Regions from separate parts of the Rattus norvegicus genome. Here region 1 is linked to region 2. A link is a contact called in public Hi-C data. All regions are on one chromosome and are shown on one strand. The core of a region is the stretch at or near the end of the contact, and the rest is flanking DNA. Distances in the headings are between cores, read along the strand shown. Region 1 overlaps Sytl2 (synaptotagmin-like 2). Region 2 has its middle 11 kb from the start of Ccdc83.

The links. A called contact is a pair of places that touch in the nucleus more often than the background predicts.
Region 1: a Hi-C map of the A7r5 cell line shows a contact between it and region 2, with 6 times the contacts expected there. The contact joins two enhancer-like sites. A contact is called at or near these places in 6 of 12 Hi-C or Micro-C datasets (the A7r5 cell line, Schwann cells, kidney and 2 more).

What each region holds. Positions count from the first base shown.
Region 1 is chr1:153,787,349-153,791,226 of GRCr8, reverse strand. Sytl2 (synaptotagmin-like 2) reads right to left here. Exons shown (of 20, transcript NM_001108492.2): 19 at 1,357-1,562; 20 at 1-513. The coding sequence ends at 368. Among named protein-coding and RNA genes, the nearest start is that of Ccdc89, 9.5 kb to the left of the region's middle. Within about 2 kb of position 2,191, at least 3 of the 93 cell types and tissues checked have an H3K27ac peak or open chromatin away from gene starts, as enhancers often do. A contact at or near this core is called in the A7r5 cell line, where this site is marked.
Region 2 is chr1:153,664,212-153,667,937 of GRCr8, reverse strand. No RefSeq gene overlaps it. Among named protein-coding and RNA genes, the nearest start is that of Ccdc83, 11 kb to the right of the region's middle. Within about 2 kb of position 2,392, at least 8 of the 93 cell types and tissues checked have an H3K27ac peak or open chromatin away from gene starts, as enhancers often do. A contact at or near this core is called in the A7r5 cell line, where this site is marked.

The DNA of each region.
Region 1 (3,878 bases), core at 942-3,441, 120 kb before region 2:
TGCCCAGCAAGCATTTTAATAACCAAAAGGCAGGCCTGAACTGCAACACAGATTGTGGTACGAAACATGTAAAGCTAGCTTTTTCTTTGGTGTGGGAGCAACAGTTCAGTTTTCCTAGCTCGTTCAGTTGTCTCCGTGAATGTTGGCATCACATCGCACTTCTGGGCTGTACATCTTGTCATGGTTTAGTTCCCTTGAGCCATGCAAGCAAAGGAATGCGTGCAGATTAAGTTGAGCATGCTTCATAGTTGTCATTAGTGACGATGGGAGAGGATATCTGTGCACGACGTCAGCTCAAGTTCAGATCCCCCCGGGGAGTAGCTCCCCCCGGGGAGTAGCTTTTGATGGTGGAATCCGCTGACTAAGATCACTTGGAAATCTTGGCGATGAGAAGCATCCTGAGGGGCAGCATTGCTTCAACCCAAGTGTTGGGAGAGTTTACCATCTTCTCCCAGAGAGCAGCTTCCTCAGAGGTAGAGTCCATCCAATCCACTTCAGTCCCGTAGCTTTTCCCTGAAAGAAAGTTGAACATTTTCATTTACGTTTCCCACTGTCGGGCAGGAAAGACAAGGAAGACTGTGCACGCCTGGGGAGCACATCTAGGGCATAAGGAAGAGCTGGTTTACCACCCAAGGAGCTTCCTTGTTTCAATCCTCCCAGATGACTGATCTTCACCTGAATGTGAATGTGAAAGCTGGATGATAATTTCCAGGGCATAGAGGAGGGAGGATTGTGTTCTGAGGTAGAGAAGACACTGGGTGATGCCTTAGGAATACTGGTGAAGGCGTTTTGCCTGAAAGACTCAATCTCATAACTTGCCTCAGAAATGAACTTTATTATTATTAATCATTATTGTTATTATTTTGTTTTGGAGTATCAGGGATTTTTTTGGCACTATTACTAACTAACTCATGGAACTGTGAAAAAATGTCATAATGTAATAAAACACCTAACACAGTGATGAAGTGGTCGTCTCTATAATTGTTAGAGCAGACTTATCTTGTTCACCTATCTCCTTGAATGTTGGCAACACCTGTCTTCTTGGGCATACCTGTTGTCAATTGTTTAACTTTCTTGAGCCCTGTAATCAAAGAATGCATGTACATTGGCTTGGACATGCAGCACAGTACTCATTAGTGGCCCTGGGTATTGGTCCACAAAGTCAGAACCTTCAAGCTCTGATTTTGGAACCTGCCAACAGTATCAGGTTCTGAAAGGACAGACTCTGCAGACCCTCTTAACCAAGAACCCTTGGACCCCTGGTGACCTTTCACCCAATGGTTTCATTACATTTAGGATTTTAGCATCTCCTGGAGAGTTTGGCTCATAGAGAATTAAACTTGTGACAAATGTTACCTGTTCCAAAGCCGATCCGGAGACCTCCCAGAAACTGGTTGGTTAGTTTATAATGGTCCCAGACTGTGAGTTCTACACAGGCTTCCATCAGATCTTCAGGCCTGAACCCATCATACACCATGGTATGGTTGAAGACGGGGTTGCTGGTTTTTCCTACAGCTCTTGTCTTCTGGCGACTTTTTCTACTGGTATCTGGAAGGATGGTACTATAAAAGGAGAAAGTGATGTGAGGGCATCTTAGTTAAGAAAGTGAACATCTGTGCTGTCCGTGTCCCTCAGCACAGCTATCTCACAGGCAACGGAAGAAGAAAACATGGAAGCCACGTGTGTGGTTCACATCTAGAAATCCGGCATCCATCAGGCTGAGGTAGATTGAAGTGAGTCTTAGAAACAAAGCAAAACTGGGGAGATAGCTGTCAGTGGAGTGTGTTGACAAGCATGAGGACCTGAGTTCTATCACCAGTGTCTGTACCAAAAGCTGAACACGGTAGTATGCATGTTAAATCCCAGTGCTGGGAATTAAATAAAAATGGAAGAATTCCTGAGTCTCTGTAACCATGCAGAATAGCCTAACTAGTAAGAGCCAGGCCAGTGAGAGACCCAGTTTCAAAGAAAGTAGATTCCATTCCTGAGAAACTCTGGCTTTCACACACACACACACACACACACACACACACACACACACACACACACCAGAGAGAGCACATGTTGGAGAGGTCCTGCTGGTAGTTTTATAAAAGTCAGGGGAAGGTAAATTGTGTTAGAAAGATTAGGCACAGAAACAGCCAAACTGAGTTTGAAGCCTGCCTCTGAGACTTACTGCCTATAAATTCCAGGAACGTCACTCATCTCCTCAGACGCTTGCTGCCTCAGTACAAAGTTGGAATGGTGATGTTGACTTTGGGAGACTGACATTAGAAGTAACTAACATGCAGCATTCGCAGCTCAGTTAACTGAAAGTTCTTAATGAGATAGGAGCTGTTAGAGGCTTCTCGTAGAATTGAGCACAAATAAACTGAAGATAGTCATGTGAACTGAACCGTCAGACTTAGAAAGACACAAAAAAGTCACGTAGAGTGTGTGTGTGTGTGTGTGTGTGTGTGTGTGTGTGTGAGAGAGAGAGAGAGAGAGAGACAGACAGACAGACAGACAGACAGATACATAGACACAGACACACAGACACACAGAGGAAGAGAGAGAAAGGAAAGACAGAATTGCCTAGGAAGGAAACAAAGAGGATAAATAGAAGGAGGCAAGAAGGGGGAGGGCAGAAATACTCAAAACACATTGTGTACTTTGAAATGTTTTTTATGTGATCTATGTTCTTATATAATCTAGCACTATGTACAGTGAATATATGTCAATGGGGATTAATTAATCAACTGATTGATTAAAAAATAAAAACACTTTTAAGTTCACAAAGGCTTTTTATCAGCTTGTAATGGACATGAGCTTCTTCCTATCACATTGTCCTTTTGATCTCATAGTAAAGCATTGATTAAAATGTAAAATATTCATAGTAAACCCTAGAGATATAAGATAATTTGTGTAGATTAATGTATATCAGTGTAATAAATATTGGTAAGAAAATAAATGGATTAAATATAGAAATTACGCCATATGATCATAACAGTAAACTTCATTATGTGTTAAAATTTTGTCATAATTTGAGACTTATTGGTTAATGTTTCCTGAAACCAATAATTTAAAAATTTAGAACTTCAGTGTATTTCTGATTGTCAGTCTAAGGAATTAATGTCTTGTAAAATTGAAAAAATAAAGAGAGAAATCTCTCCAACAGGCTAGGTTTGACTTTTAGAATTAATAATTTGACAATTTTATATCGCATTTATTATAATAACTAAATGAACATTAACTTTCCATGCATCTCATAAAGACAAGAAAATCTGAAAGTGGGAGACTGACTTCTTGAACTGAATTAACTTACCAGAGAACCTAGGCCGAGTACTACATGTCTAACAAACAAGGCCATATCTTATACATATAAAAGTCTACGTCATATATGCCTACATAGTATAACTTATCTTCTAATAGAGTCTCTAGGGATAAAACCGGAGCTAGAAGGCCACACCAATATTTACTCAATGGTTGTTTACTAGACACAGTCATTCTGTATGTATAACAGAGGAAAGTTTGCTGTCAGAAAACTCAAAAGTATCTTATATGCTAACTCCTGCTTGGAACTTGATTGGCAAATCACTCTCAAGATATTTGCAATCTGATGTAAATAGGCAAGAAAGAAAAAGAAAGAAAGAAAGAGAGAGAGAAAGAAAGAAAGAAAGAGAGAGAGAAAGAAAGAGAGAGAGTGAGTGAGAGGGAGGGAGGGAGTGAGGAAGGAAGGAAGGAAGGAAGGAAGGAAGGAAGGAAGGAAGAAAGAAAGAGCAAGCCAAAACAAAATCTTGGCAAACAGAACATAGGAAGTAAGAGAAATCCTCCCTTGTTCATTAGGAAGCCAAATAGAATGACATCCAGCATTAAAATTTGGTTAAGCTATTGTCCTG
Region 2 (3,726 bases), core at 1,143-3,642:
ACAGTTTGTCTAAGTGAAGAGTAGAAACAGAATCTCCAAGACTTGAGAGCTCATGTTGCTCAGAATGCAACTAAAAAAACTCATAGTGTCGATGCTCTATGGCCTCTGAACAGGGCATTCTGGGGCCTCACTAATGCAGGTGGACATGGTATGAGTAGGATCAGAGTGGCACTCAGCTAGAGGGTCTGCATGAATGTCAAACTGGGGCTGGGGCTGGGCAGATAACGCTAGAGGTTGGACATTGAGAGGAGGGATTGGGGGAGGAATGGAGGGGGGAGAGGGAAGGGAAGAGAGACATTAAAAGAAGCAGGTATCATTGAAAATGACACACAGTCTACAAAAGACTGCCTGAAGTCTGGTTTCTGATCATCTTTTTGAGAGATGATGGCACTGAGAACTGTCTCCCTGAGTTTGAATGGTTACAGAACCTTCCAGAATTTACACATAATTAGTTACCTCAGATTGCCAAGGTTTGCACTGATCCAAACCATGCCGTGGTTAGTGAGACCTGTCAATGGTGCATATTAGCTATTTCTATTTTTTTCTGCTTATGATAAAGCACAGATATTCAACCTTACTCTTGGCCCCTGGAGAATTCCTAACAGCAAATGATACAATGGGAGGGGAGCTCTCCACTTACTTGGAAGCAAGCCCTTCGTGGAGTGTTAGGGAAGAAGGGACAGAGCAGGTTAGACACCATCTGTATCCATCCTCCATGATTTCTTAGAAATGTCCCCAAGCTTCTGGATACCCTGAAAAGGGACCCAGCCCACAGCCCCAGGGACTATATGTAGCCAAGAATAGCTGTGAAGCTCAGTGTGTGTGTATGTGTGTGTGTGTGTGTGTGTGTGTGTGTGTGTGTTATTACTTGTGATTCAATTGTGCATTTCTTCAGTGCGAACATTTTAGATGGCAATATAATTCACATTGTTGATGGGTGGGACACACCTACCCCATACCCTTGGAAGTTTTCAATCATTTTAAGCAAAAAGTCCCATCTTTTTTTAAAATTTTTTTAGATATATTTCTTTACTTACATTTCAAATGTTATTCCCTTTCCCGGTTTCCTGTCCATAATCCCCCATTCCCTCCTCCTCCCCCATACAGGTGTTCCCCCCATACATCCCCCTTACTGCCCCACCATATTCCCCTGCACTGGGGGTCCAACTTAGGCAGGACCAAGGGCTTCCCCTTCCACTGGTGCTCTTACTAGGCTACTCTCTGCTACATATGCAGTTGGAGCCCTGGGTCAGTCCATGTATAGTCTTTGGGTAGTGGTTTAGTCCCTGGAAGCTCTGGTTGGTTGGCATTGTTGTTCTTATGGGGTTGCAAACTCCTTCAACTCTTTCAGTCCTTCCTCTAATTCCCCCCAAGGGGGTCATGTTCTCAGTTCAGTGGTTTGCTGCTAACATTGACCTCTGTCTGTATTGGACATGCTCTGGATGTGTCTCTCAGGAGAGATCTATATCCGGTCCCTGTCAGCATGCATTTTTTAGCTTCATCCATCTTATCTAGTTTTGGTGGCTGTATATATATTGGCCACATGTGGGGCAGGCTCTGAATAAGCCCCATCTTCTAATACTGTTTAACTTACACCCTCAGCATTTAAACTAGATACAAGCAAAGCTGTTTTTATCGGGGTAGAAATTGGAGCCCAGACGGTTTCCCTCCTGCACCCCAAAGCCTTTGGAAACCTCCAGCAGCAGCAGCAGCAGCAGCAGCAGCAGCGCCAGCACCACCACCAGCCCACTGGGATTCCATGAGGCTGTTTGAAAAGCATGCCTTTGGGGCTGGAGAGATGGCTCGGTGGTTAAGAGCACCCAACTGCTCTTCCAGAGGTCCTGAGTTCAATTCCCAGCAACCACATGGTGGCTCACAACCATCTGTAGTGGGATCCGATTCCCTCTTCTGGTGTATCTGAAGACAGCTACAGTGTACTTATATATAATAAATGAATAAATAAATCTTAAAAAAAAAAGAAAAGCATGCCTTTCATTGGCCCTATCTATATACAAATGAGGAAAAGAAGGATCATGCCAACAAGATCAAGGCCACCATCAGCTTGTCTCACCTCCCATCATGGCTGTTACTCTATAGCTAGCATAGGTGTCTTTGGTCTTCACAGCAAGCCATTTCTACCTGTGATTCTCCCCGTGTGAAACACCGCCACCCATCATGCCTCTTGATCTTTGCACATCCTTTCCCATCAGCCTGGCCCTTCCACAGCCCCTTGGGTCTCATCAGAAGCCAACTTTGTTTGCTATGCTCCTCCCAGTGGCAGGCAAGCAGTAAGGAAGGGTTTCTAACTCTATTTCACATGGCTGAAGGTTCATACTTACAGGAACTTGCCCCATGGCTGCAAGCCAACCCCCAGGGTTCAGGAATGTTGATGTCTTTCCTCTCAGATGTGAGTCATGACCAAATCCTTGTCAGATCCCTGTTGGTTGCTCTTTAGAGAGTTCTGATGGGCTTTCATCACTGTCGGGTTGAAGAATCAGATAATGGGAAGAATGCTTTCAGGAAACAGAAAGTGACAGAAATGTTGGTGGCTGCTGATAGCCATTGCCGCAGAGGACACAGAGACTTATCTGAAAATGCCTATTCTTAGAATGACAGTTTTTAGACATCATCTGACCTTCCATCAGCCTGAGGGGGTGGAAATAAGTAGGCCTTGAATCTGACTACTGTCTAACTCCAGTAAACATACTTGGACGTTTCCAGTAGATAGTCTTTCAAATGCTCCACAAAGACTTATTCACCATGATAGCAAACTGCAGCCATGAAACACTCTGTCGGGTTCTTCACTGGCAACTTTGTGGTGGATTAATTTCTCCCAGAAGCCTCATCTGGGCTGGGGAAAAGCCACATAAACATCAGTTAATGTTACTCTACAAATTTCTGAATATGTAATCGGTCAGAAATGCTAAATCAACGTATTCCAAAATTGACTCTCGGTATTATTTTGTTGGCAGTAAATTATTAAGAGAAACTAATTATGTCTTCAGAGGGAACTACCCAGGCACTCGGAAGCTGTTCAGAATGACCGGGCCAGCTACCTCTACTCTGCTATAAGGTGACTCATCTTGGTAAACAGGCTTTTAATTACGAAGGAAATTTACATCCTCATCCCTCAAAGAGAAGGGAGAAACCACAAACCATTTAACTGTCTACATTCTCTATCTTTGCTTATCGCTGGGCCCGTGTACAAAGGGAATCTACCTGGAAGGACCATTTCTCACACAATAATCCCTTTCAGTCAAACAGGACTTAGCAACTTATAAAGTATGTTCACCTTTGACCTTTCACTTGGTCCTCCCAATAGCTCCTGAAAATAGGTAGAGCAAGAATTGGAGTCCCGGCTGGTGCTCAGCAGTTAGAGCACCAAATGCTCGTCCAGAGAACCTGGGCTCCAATCCCAGTGCCCAGAAGGCAGCCCACGACTTCTGTAACTCAAGTTCCAGTGGATCCAATGGGGTCTCTCTCACCCCCATGGACACCAGACACATACGTGGTATACAGGCAAACACTGATAAAATAAAAATAAATCTTTTTTTTAGAAAAAAAAACCTCAATTTTAAAATAAATAGAATTAGGGTTAACGTTAGTTCATGCACAGGTTGTGGACACAGGTTGAGATTCGTGACCCTTGGGTCAGTCTCAGGGACATAATCATCAGGTAGGTCTTGGTTAGGTCTATTGTCTCAGATCGTATGACAGAGGGATCCT